2 separate regions of the Pan troglodytes genome follow, and region 2 is linked to region 1. Evidence: chromatin contacts called from public Hi-C data. All regions are on one chromosome and are shown on one strand. The core of a region is the stretch at or near the end of the contact, and the rest is flanking DNA. Distances in the headings are between cores, read along the strand shown. Region 1 overlaps EPS8 (EGFR pathway substrate 8, signaling adaptor). Region 2 holds the start of EPS8 (EGFR pathway substrate 8, signaling adaptor).

Region 1 (6,260 bases), core at 3,478-5,977:
ATAACTCCCTGGCTCTTCTCTAGTCTCTTCATTGTATTCCTTTGGCAAAACCCCAATCCTGGTTAAATCTAACTTTCTGCTTATTCTGTGCCTGCACCTGCACAGCTGAATATAACACAACAATGCTGAATGATCTCATGTTAAATTCATGATTATGAACCTTAACTTGGCTGTTAATGCTTCCTGACAATCATACTACATTTCCTTAGACTGGTGGCTCTCAACTGGGGACAGTTTTGACCCCAGAGGACATTTGGGAATATCTGGAGACACTTTTGGTCGTCACAATTGAGGGAGAAAAAGGGGAAAGGCTGCTGCTGTCACACAGTGGGTAGAAGCCTGGGATGCACACAACATTCTATAATGTCAGCCTCTCTTACAGCAGAGAATAACCCAGCCTCAAAGGCCAAGAAGTCCTGCCTAAGGTCATGTAACTGCCCACTGTCTTAGACAAGTATTGAATATATTCTACTTCCTCTCTACGAACTTCTAACCCTATTCCCCAATCCTCACCTTGAGCTGATCTCATTTCCTAATTTATGAATAAAATAGTTAGAAGAAAACCTCCGTAAGTTCCTCTAGTAGTTCTTCCTACCAGCACTTTCCCCATATGTTCTGCCTGCCTTCCTATTATGTTATATAAGAGCTGTTTCCCTGCTCCCAAGGCTGACTCTTCATGTATGCACTAGGCCTCAAGTTCTCTGCCTATTCAAATACTCAGTCATTTCTCCCTTATTTATCCTGTTATTAATTTTCCTTCTTCACTGAATCAGTTCATCAGCCTGCAAACATGCTATTATTTTATGATTTCTGTTACCTTTAAACAAGTCCTTTTTACCATGTCCTTTCCCAGCTACTGCCCATTTTTCTGCTCCTTTTACAGCAAAGTTCACGAAAAGTTGCCTGTACTAGTGGACTCCAATTCCCATTCTCCTATTTTCTCTTAATGTCACCGAAATTCAGTTTTGCTTTTCCCCCCATCTCTCTACTACACTTTGCTAAACTCCAGCCAATTCTTTCCCAGCTACTATCTTATTTAACCTATCAGCACACATTTGAAGCAGAAGATTCCTCCTTGAAACATTTTCTCCCTGTGGCCTCCAGGATACCACAGTCTCCTCATTTTCCTCCCATGTTTCTGGACTCCCCTTCTCTGGATCCTCTTCTGAATATTCTCATCTCTCCAACTAAGTAATATTAAGGTGCTCTAGGGGACACTCCTGAGACTCATCTCTGCCAGCACTACCTCCATCAATGACCACTGTGCTTAGGTTCACGGCCATTTAAAAGATGATGGTTACCAAATTATTTTTCCAGTCCTCTTACTCGGAACTTGGGTGCATATATGCTGTCTACTTGATATATTCATTTGGGTATTTGTTAAATAGCTCAAATGCATGTCAAATATAGCATGCCCAAACCTGAATTCCTGATCTTCTTCCTGAAGCTTGCTTTTATGAACTCTTAGACTTGCTTTTTAGACTTCTCAACTCACTTAATGACAATTCTATCTTTCCAGTTCTGGCAAAATACCACGGAGCTGCACTTGATTCCCTGTCCTATACTACATCCAATCCATCAGCAGATCCTGTTAGTCTGACCTCATAATGTATCCAAAATCCAATGATTTCACTGTATTTTTTCTATTGCCAGCTTGGTCTGAGTTACCAGCCTATTAACAGATCTCTCTGCTTCCACTCCCTACCACCCTACCCCCCTTCTCTTCATTCTCTTCTCAATATAACAACTAAGTGATTCTTTCAAAATGTAAGTCAGGCTAGGTGGCTCATGCCTGTAATCCAAGCACTTTGGGAGGCTGAGGCAGGCGGATCACAAGGTCAAGAAATCGAGACCATCCTGGCCAACATGGTGAAACCCAGTCTCTACTAAAAATACAAAAATTAGCTGGGCGTGGTGGCATGTGCCTGTGGCCCCAGCTACTCGGGAGGCTGAGGCAGGAGAATCGCTTGAACCCAGGAGGCGGAGGTTGCAGTGTGCCAAGATAGCGCCACTGTATTCCAGCCTGGCAACAGAGCAAGACTCCGTCTCAAAAAAAAAAAAAAAAAAAAAAATGCAAGTCAGATGTTGCAGCCCCTCTGCTCAAAACATTCCCAAGTGATCCTAATTACTCCCAGTAAAAGGCCCTACAAGACCTCCACCTCTCTAAAGCCACTCCACAACTCTTCTGGAGCCCTTCACTCTTGCTCCCAATGGCTCCCTTGGTGCTCTTCAAATTTAAAGGCCACTCTAGTCTGCTCTGCCTGGAACGCTTTCCCCCGCATCTCCACATAGCTTACTCCTCCCCACCTTTCTATTTCCCCTGATGTATATAAAACTGCAATCCCTCCCCAAAAGCACTCTCTATCCACATTGTTTTATTAGTCTCCAAACCACTTACCACCTTCTTGATAGATAGTTTTGTCTATCATCTTTTTTTTTTTTTTTGAGAAAGAGGCTCACTGTGTTGCCATACTGGAGTGCAGTGGCACAATCTTGGCTCACTGCAACCTCCACCTCCCGGGTTCAAGCGATTCTCCTGCCTCAGCCTATCGAGTAGCTGGGACTATAGGCGTGTGCCACCGTGCCCACGCCCAGCTAATTTTTGTATTTTTAGTAGAGATGGGGTTTCACCCTGTTGGCCAGGATGGTCTCAATCTCCTGACCTCGTGATCCACCCACCTTGGCCTCCCAAAGTGCTGGGATTACAGGCATGAGCCACCGTGCCCGGCCAACTTAATCGTTTTTTAACCTACCTCCTTTCATTAAAATATAAGCCTGAGGAGAAAAAGGATGCTTCCCTTTTTTGCTTGCATCTATATCCTAATACGTGGAACGGTGCTTTAATTCAGTAAATACTTGTTGAATAAATGAATGAATGAGGCATTCTGCTGACTTTTTCACCGAGACTTTGAGAATCATCATGTACAAACCCCTTACATAACCAGATAAGAAAATGAAGGCCAAAAACAGAGAAATGATCTGTCAAAATCACATTTCAATTAGTAGAATAATTTAGCTAGAACTGGATCTTCTGACTTTCAGCAGAGGGCTGTTTTATAGCCAAAGTCATTAAAATCACCTTTGATTAACTTCCCTAGCTACTCCTTTTTCCTAGCCATTTATGCTAATGGAAAAGGTGTGTGTGTATATGAACATACTGTCATGACAAAAATAGGAAAGGCATAAAAGTACAGGAAGGGGAATCATGTGTCTGTGTATTTTAAAATATGTGTGTATATATACATAGGTACATTACGTTCGTTGTTTGTTTTCACTTTCAAGAAATAAGAACAATCTAATTAAGTTGGCAAGTGACAATAACCTGGTCACTTAGGGAGCTTTTTGTGACCAATGTTCTGTGATTTTTCCCCCCTAGGGAAAGGGTTTTAGAAAGTGTTTGGTGCCCCTGGGAAATAAGGGAAAGTGTGAATAGTTAGTGTTATTTCAGTCTAATTTTTTTTAATGCCTCAAGTATCTAGGAAATCTTTTGAAGTAATCAAAAAAGGGGAAAAGGGGAGGGAGGAAGGGAGGGAGGGAGGAGTAGGGGGTGCTAGAGAGAGTAAGAGAGAATACTATTGATTGTTACATTTAAGTATACATTATGTGCATTTCATTAGTTACCTTTTAAAAAATCACTACAACAAACTGTCAAACAGCATATGAGTGCATCTCAAAGGAATAAAAAATAAAATGTATCACCACACTAAAAGATTTGGTTTCTCATCTGCTGACTTAGCCAGTGTATCAATCATCACCAGTCCACAGCATAGTTTTCTTCCAGGAAGGACAAAAAAACCTCCACCTAACATGTTCCTGGGCTTTTGCTTTCCATTTCTAATGTTCTAACACACAACAGCAAACCAGAATAACTTTACACCTTTCTAAAGTAACACTCTGATTACAAAAGATTAAATTCGAATAAAAGGACTACCATTTCAAAGGAAATGGGAGAAATACAAAGCAACTAAAGTTTGGCATCTTAAAAGCGATAAAAGGAGAACCTTTTGGGATCCTGCGATAAAACAGCCTGAATAGCTTCTATGACACAAGGCTTCACAGTTATTCTGAATAGGCAACACACAGACTTCCACAAAAGGGCTTCACTCTTGCCACTTGCTACATTGTAAAAACAGGCATGTTGGCTTTTTTCCCCTGTTCATAGCTGCTACTTGATAGATTTCTATGAGTATTTACTTCCTAGTTCCTTTCATTTTATTTTTACCAGAAGTTTAGGCAGTAAGCAGAGAATGTGGGTAGATGAGTAGGCATATTTTGAGAGAAATTTGGCTATCAATAAACACACACTGAAATATGTGCTACTGTCTGGTTCTAAAAGAACATTAAGCCCCAACATTCATTCAGAGAAAAACTGTTCTGCAATAAAGTTATCAAGAAATATTTGTTTTATAAAAAGAAATATATTTATTTAATGCCAAACTGTATTTTTGAGATATTTTAAAAAGGAACTTACATAAGTTGCAAATATATTGTAAGATTTTTAATATTCTAAGGAAACAAGTATGTGTGTGAATTTTGGGAGAGATGTTTATATTTTATACACCAATGCCACCCTTTTACTTATGAAAAACAGACTTCAACATGATGAGTCACAATTATCAGGAGAGTTCTCTATCTTTAAAAGTATGCAAACTATGCCTCTTTCCCACTAGGTTATTCTTGGTTTCTCAGCGTGAACAAAGAACAGACTGTCCTAACCCACACACTGCTCCAAATGGGGACTGGAGGCCGATGAACTTTGATCCTAGCTAGGCCTGGATAAAGAGTCCCACCGTGTCAAAGATGACTGTGCTGACGTCTCTATGGAGGGAAATGCTATAAACTTGTGGGAAGAATAAAGAAGAGAACAGTCATTTCTAAGAGGAAGTTTTCTCCTTAGGGAACTCACTAAAAATATTTATAGAAATTTCTCATCTTAAAACTATGTCTTTAGTGTATTTGAAAAAGAAAGCTCTTTTTAAAAACTCCACATAATTTTAAAAACTTAGTAGCATATTCTATTTTATTATGGTTCTACACACTCACACACACAGTTGTTTTTGCTGTACAGAAAGAGCTAATCACTTTTCCAAAACTTCATTTTTCCTTTAGTTTCCCGGCAAGATAGATATGACAGTCATTTAAATTGGACATACCGTGGGAGAAAAATTAATGAGTAAAAGTAGGCTTATGCTTATTGCATTTAACCAGAATTTTTAGAGTTGTTAAATAGTAATAGTTCTAGTGTCTTTTTTATTTTTTATTTTATCAAGAATGTCCACAACTGAACAGATGTGGCAATAACTTACTGACGTGAGAAAAACAGTAGGATGAAAATGGGAGTGAAAGATTCAGCCATTTAGTTTTGAACATAAATAGAAAGCATCCAATCTCGGCTATAAAGTTAATAGTTCCATACTGGTATCTGGATGTCAGAGATGAGTTTTAATACGATGACTAATTTGGGAATCATTCTTTTCCCAACAATATAAATAGTATTGAAAGAAATGGAAATAGAATGAACTACAGTAAAAGTATGTTTATGTGGAAAACGAAGGCAGAACCCTAAGAGAGGCCCACATTGAAGGAAAGATAGATATCCATCTCTCTCTCTCTGTCTCTCTATCTCTCTCTCACTCACACACACACACACACACACACACACATACACACACACACTTCATATACTTTTGTCATATTGGGGAAATATGAAATATCTTCATAGCTCTGGTTTTCCAAGAGTTTTTACATATCAAGTATAGGTAAAGCCAAGTAACTTTATAATACGTTTAAAACACCAAATTTGGAGATTAAATTGACATGCCATATACTACAAGGTTAAACAAAATTTATCTTAAAACTACCTTCAGTTTTCAAAATATCTACACTGCTATTCGCCAATAATACAAATAAGGATAATCCAAAGTTGGTCATAGTGTCTTTTTAGTTTACTTAAATATGGTTTTCATAGAAACCATTTATATGAAATATCAAATTTCAAGTTATGAAAATATGGCACTGAAGTGTAAGTCACATGAAATTTGAATTTGGAGGCTAAATCTGAGACTACTATTGGCAGGTGATTATATTAACATAGTGTGATTGTGCAGCTACTGTGAATAGCAAACAAGAGGAAGAGAAGTAGGAAGGTTATGATGATGATGATGATGATGGCGACAGCAGCATGTAGTTAGTGACTGCGTATTACATGTCATACAGGGGTCAAAATCAGTCAGGGGTTTTCAACCTCAGCACCATTGACA
Region 2 (5,917 bases), core at 62-2,561, 160 kb after region 1:
CAAGTTTTACCTGAACTCATCCTAACATATTAGCTCTTGTACCTATTCCCCTTACTATCTAAGGCAAGAAACCTTGAAAAGAGAAGCAGTAACACATTTCACTGAAACATATTTTGTAAAGGAGGATTCTAATTCCTAATCCTTCACCGCTCTAGATGTCTGCGGATTTCAAATCCTAACCACGGCGTCCTGCCCCCCGCGAGATTCCAACAGTACTACGGGCCCTATGGGAGGAGGAGGATTTGAGAAACACTGCCGGAGAACGGTCGGTGCAAAGATTTTGCAAACAGGTAGTCCTAGGAAGGAAAGTAAGAGTGAGAACATCGGAGAGAGCAGGGGGTACATGGGTGGGGAAACCCATTTCAAATGCATGAACTGACCACAACCGGAGAAAGGCCGTCTGTCTTCCCAAAAGTAAAATGGTGAGTAAAGTGGAGCAAGCTAAGAAAGTCAAAGTCAACAGCCATTAGGCATTGACAACGATTCCGAAACAATTAGCTATCTTAATTCGAGGGGGTAAACGGGGGTGGGACCCTGCCCTAAAGGGTCATTTTGAAAAGAACCCCTCCCCATTTGAGGCGGGTCGGCAGAGCAGCTCACAAATCCCAAGTCTAACATAATAAGCCGAGATCCGGATACTCGGTCTGCAGTCGCCCCACGGACCAGATGAGCGCAGGTGTATCTGTGGAAGCTCAGGTTACCATGAATATCACTGGGCCACGGCGAACCCTCCCTGCCCAGCCTCCCGGAGCCCTGGGCGCGGGTCTGCACGGGCCCCGCGGCTTGGCTTGCCCGGACCCGGCGAGCGGACGCCTCCGGCCGCAGCGCCCTACCGCACCTGGCTGCCAACACCAGTTGAAAGCAGTCAAAGTGAAGGGAGGCGGACGCGGCTCCTGGCACCGCTCCGATTCCAGCACACAAAGGCGGATTTTTAAAATCGAGAAAGTCAAAGCCGCCGGACCCCGGGACCGGCGCCTTTCGACAAGGGGCTTTTACCTCGGATCCGCCCTCGGGGCCACGGCTTTCCCCGGAGACGCCGCGAGCCCAGAAGAGGTGGGAGGGGACCGGGAGAAAGCCCCCCAATCTGATTCGCGCCCAGCCAGTCGTCCGCGAGCCGCGGAGCCGCCTTCCGCACCCAGCTGAAGAGCAGCGATCTCCGAGGCGAGCACAGCGCCGGCCTCGCGCCGGGCGAGACCGCCTCGCTAGCTGCCTGTGAAGTCTGGAGCCGCCCGCCCGCTCGCAGCCAGTGCCAACCGCGCGCCGCGCATGCCCAGTGCCCGCGCGAGGAACGAGCGAGCGGGCGGGCGGGCGAGTGCGCGCCCCGCAGCCAGGAGCGGAATCCGCTATCCGGGTCTTGCCGGCAGCCGAGCCGCAGAGTTCTGGTCGACTCCAGCGCTGGAGGCGAAGCGGCCGGTGAGGCCGGGTGGGCGGGAGAGGGACCGGAGGAAAGGAGACGGGGCGCTGCGCCAAGTTATCAAGGCCGCGATCAAAGTCGGACCAAGGCAGCGAGTCGACAGCAGGTTTCCAGAAGTGCCCTAACAGGACTGACTAGCAGCCAGGAGGCGCAGGAAGGGGCAAAGAGCGTGTGGAGAGCTTCGCCCCCGGCGAGGATGGACGCCCCGGGCGGAAGGAGCGTTCGGGTTGCAACACCCAGTCTGGCTGCACAGCTCGTAACCCCTGCCCTTTGGCGGCAAACAAGCCGCATCTAATGACCAGCCAGCCTTCGTCTTCCTCCTCTGGTCATCGGACCTATTTTCCCCCTTTTGTCGCTTTCCTCTTTTTTTGTCTCTCCAACCCATGCGGTAAACTGGTGGTGCCCAAGGCCCTCCATCGGGTCCCTGAGAGTCTCCCAACTGCCGGTCCTTAGCGCCAGCCTGCAAGCCCAGACCCGCCTCGCCCGGCTGCCTGGGAGCCTATTTTTCATGTAGCTCTTGCCAAAAGCCCTGATGTGGTTTGAAGTAGTGGAGGCTTCTTTCACTTTGTGCCTCTCGTACCTTAACCAACCTTCATAACCTCCTCTCTGAGTAGCTCATGGAGCCTCTAAAAGAGAAGTCCATGTTCTCATAGACATTGTGTTTTCTCACTCTTAAAACTCCTCATTGTCATAGCTACTCCCCCAATCCCCCCATGCTGTCCTAACTTCGAAGTCAGTTGACTTCCAGAAGTCCACGAAAGCCTATAAATTAAACTTGGTTAAAAGAGATTGGACTTGCTTGCTTTGTGAAGCAAATAAAAGCACAGTCAGGGAGAAACGACGTAACATGCCAAGGTGGACATTCAAACCATTCTAAAAGTTGGAATCGATATAACGGCTAAGTCCAGTCCCCTATTTTAAGTGGGAATCCTCTCTCCAATATTTCCACCAGACCACTATCCACTTGAACATTTCCAATGTTGTAAATTTCTATTTTTATCATTACATATAACCATGATTATTTGTTGAATATTTACCTATGCCAGGAACTGAGCAACTTACACACATTATTCCTAGTCCTTAAAATGAGATGGGCCTTATTATACCTATTAAACACATTAGGAAAATGAAACCCAGAAGTTTCCTTCTTTTTGCCAAAGCCAATGCTGACGCCAGAATTAACAACCAGGTCTGCTTAACACTATAGCCTGTATCATTTATGAACATCAAATCAACTTCCCTGATACTACTGGTCTTGGTTCTGCCCCTAGGAACAACGCAATATGAATCTCATTCTTTATAGACACTGCAAGCCTTGAAATAGTAGGAGCAACTATTAAGTAACCAACAGATCTAATACATTTCTTCAAAAATTCTCTTTTAAGTGTTTTTCAAATAGCAGTGAGCTGCCATAATCACACTATTCACCTTGCTTTGAATGTGTTTTGATTTTCATTCTCCTCTCTAAATTGTGCACTCAGAATACAATATTCAAATACAGTGGGCCAAGAACTGAGTTCCAGTTCTCCAGCTGCTGATCAGCCACCCCTTTGATGCAAGCACACACTACCTAGATTCAAATAGAACACCCAAGTCTATTTCACATGAACTAAATTAAACCGTATCTTCCACCTTTCATAGTCTATACTTCTATGTATTTAAATCTTAATTTTTGTTTTATTCTTATTAAATTTTATCGTGTTTGTTTTAGGACACAATTTCAGATAAATACTAGTGATCACTTTTAACATAACATTTGTAAATTTAATAAATATGCCTTGTTTGGCTCCATTTACGTCTAGTAAGAAACAGTAACACAGAACAGGCTTTAAAAAGGCCTGTGATATTATAAAATATATATTTGGTCTTCATCCCATTTCCAGACATATAGCTCCTAAAATCCTTGAAATCTCCAAAGTGATGAATATCTTTTTGTATTTGAATGAATTGGCTGATGGCTGGGGGCTCCAGCATAGCTTCAGGATGGGGACTGGTCATAGGAAGGACCAAGGCATGATTAGTGTGTTGGAACTTTCAGCCCCACCCTCTAACTTCCGGGGTTGGTTAAGCTGATCACCAATGGCCCATGACTTGATCAATCATGCCTACGCAATAAAGCCTCCACAAAAAAAAAAAAAAAAAAAAAAAAAGAATGGGTTACATGCACTTCCAGAGAGGGGAACATGAATAACTAAACGGAGATTCCTGGATGGCGGTGCTCCCAGAGAGGGCATAAATCACCCTATGCATCTCTTCAACTGTATCCTCTGTAATATCCTTTATAAGAAAATGGTAAACATGTTTCCCTGAGTTCTGTGAGCAGGTCTAGCAAAATAACCAAACTCAAGGAGGGAGTCACGGGAACCCTAATTTCTAGTTGTTCAGCCAGAAGCACAAGTAAAGCCACCTGGGGCTTTTCTGTTTGGCATCTGAAGTCAGGGTAGTCTTGTGGGACTGAGCCCTCAACCTGTAGGATCTGACATTATCTCCAGGTAGATAGTTTCCAAATTGAATTGAAGACACCCAGCTTGTGTCTGCTGCAGGATTGATTGGTTGATTGCTGGTAGGGGAAATTCTTACACACTTCTTGGTAACCAGAGCTTACAGAAGTCTTCTATGTTGATTGTTGAATAAGAGAACAGAAAAAAACACTTAGGTTTGGAGTTTCTTTTCCCCTGTATCTTCAGACAGCCCACCGCCAAAATAGATTTCCAAGATAACAGTCATTTATGAACCAACACTTTTCAAGCACTTTAGTCCATGCACCCATACCATAACCAACATGGAGTTCATGAAGGTTTTCTAGATGCTTTGCTGAAATAAAGATTTACTGTTTCTAGCATCCCCAAATCTACTGGTCCAAGAAACTCTTTCAAAAAAAAAGGAAGCTAGTTAAATAAGATCTGTTTTCAGATTAACCCGTTCTGGTATTAGTGATCCCACTAAAACCATTGTTAATAATCTGGTTTATACTTTTGTTAAGAATCTATGTCAAACTTACCTATTTAGAGTATCACTATACACAAGTTTTTCCTTTATGAAAATCTCATTAGTATATGTTGGCATTTGGGATGAAAATGATGTAGGAATGATGTAGAATGGAGATAGATATCTGGAGTGAATGGGGCATTCAAAATATGGTGCAGGCCAGGCGCATTGGCTCACATCTGTAATCCCAGCACTTTAGGAGGCTGAGGCCAACCGATCACCAGAGGACAGGAGTTGGAGATTAGCCTGGGCAACATGGCGAAACCCCATCTCTACTGAGAATACAAATATTAGCAGGCGTGGCGGCACACGCCTGTAGTCCCAGCTACTTGGGAGGCTGAGGCATGAGAATCACTTGAACCCAGGAGGCAGAGGTTGCAGTGAGCCAAGATCAGGTGACTGCACTCCAGCCTGGGTGACAGAGCAATACTCTGTCCCAAAATATAGGAGCAGAGTCTACAGCTGGGTATAAATGCTACATACAGAAAATGTGGAGAAATTATAATGACTGAATTCTATCCGGGGAGTAAGAGCTATCTCCACATTACCCACGAGTCAGAATTCTTCAAACATGCCTGTTCACTCCCACTCCCCAATCTGATGTATGAATATAATTTAGGGACTGCTGTGTATACCTCTGTAGACTCACAGCCTTAAAGCCATATAACATAAAACATATCCATGAGTAAATCTAGAAAAGGTACACTGTAGCTTAGAATATTATTATTATGATGATGATCTAAATCTTCTAAGTGTAACTTGGTAGACAAGTAATTTCAGGTTGGCTATCACCCTTGTTATTATTTCACATTGTTGAAAGAACAAACCAAATTGCTTGGATTATTATATTTGTTCTCACTTTAGGAGGTGCTTGGGCTTGCTTCTTACTTTGTAACTGATGTTTATATTTCTTGTTAGTTATGTTTCTTTACACCCATTTGGGTTAACAAACTCAATTTGCTTTAGCCTTCAAATGTCAAAATGCCCTAATTTCTTTTGTAATATGTAATTAGAAATGTATGGAAATTTTGAAGCATGATAGGAAGTATTCTTAACAAGGAAATTTTTTCCAAATATAACCTCTATTTTCACCAAAAAGAAACTATATTAGTTAAAAATAAATAAATGAATATACAACTTTGCTTACCCATGGATGAAATCTTTTGCTTTTCCATCTTTTTTAATAATCAAGAATTAGTTTTCCACAAAGGGAAGAAAATCCAACCATTGTTACTTGAGTAAAAAGCATCTGAAAAGAACTTGAATCTTTTGAAGAATTTAATGAGTGTGAAATGGTCATTCATTCAACAAATACTTTTGGATTCAACTAATAATTATAATTTGAAATAATAATGTAGTTGAATCCAATAGTGTAGCTGAGGTAAGAGGGTAAATCAAGAGAGACCTTTGAAAGAAGGAAAAAGGGGAAAGATACCAAATGAAACACATGGAAAAGGTAATGAAACTCTAAGAAAAAAGAGGAAACCAAATAAAATGTAGAGGACATTGGGAGCT

The links. A called contact is a pair of places that touch in the nucleus more often than the background predicts.
Region 2: a Hi-C map of stem cell-derived neural progenitor cells shows a contact between it and region 1, with 2.1 times the contacts expected there. The contact joins the promoter of EPS8 here to the enhancer-like site in region 1. A contact is called at or near these places in 1 of 7 Hi-C or Micro-C datasets (stem cell-derived neural progenitor cells) and 1 of 1 datasets of contacts at active chromatin or transcription factors (stem cell-derived excitatory neurons).

What each region holds. Positions count from the first base shown.
Region 1 is chr10:22,755,779-22,762,038 of NHGRI_mPanTro3-v2.0_pri, forward strand. All of the region lies in intron 18 of EPS8 (EGFR pathway substrate 8, signaling adaptor), which reads right to left. Among named protein-coding and RNA genes, the nearest start is that of EPS8, 160 kb to the right of the region's middle. Within about 2 kb of position 4,728, at least 8 of the 24 cell types and tissues checked have an H3K27ac peak or open chromatin away from gene starts, as enhancers often do. A contact at or near this core is called in stem cell-derived neural progenitor cells, where this site is marked.
Region 2 is chr10:22,920,859-22,926,775 of NHGRI_mPanTro3-v2.0_pri, forward strand. EPS8 (EGFR pathway substrate 8, signaling adaptor) reads right to left here and starts at 1,312. Exons shown (of 21, transcript XM_528750.8): 1 at 997-1,312.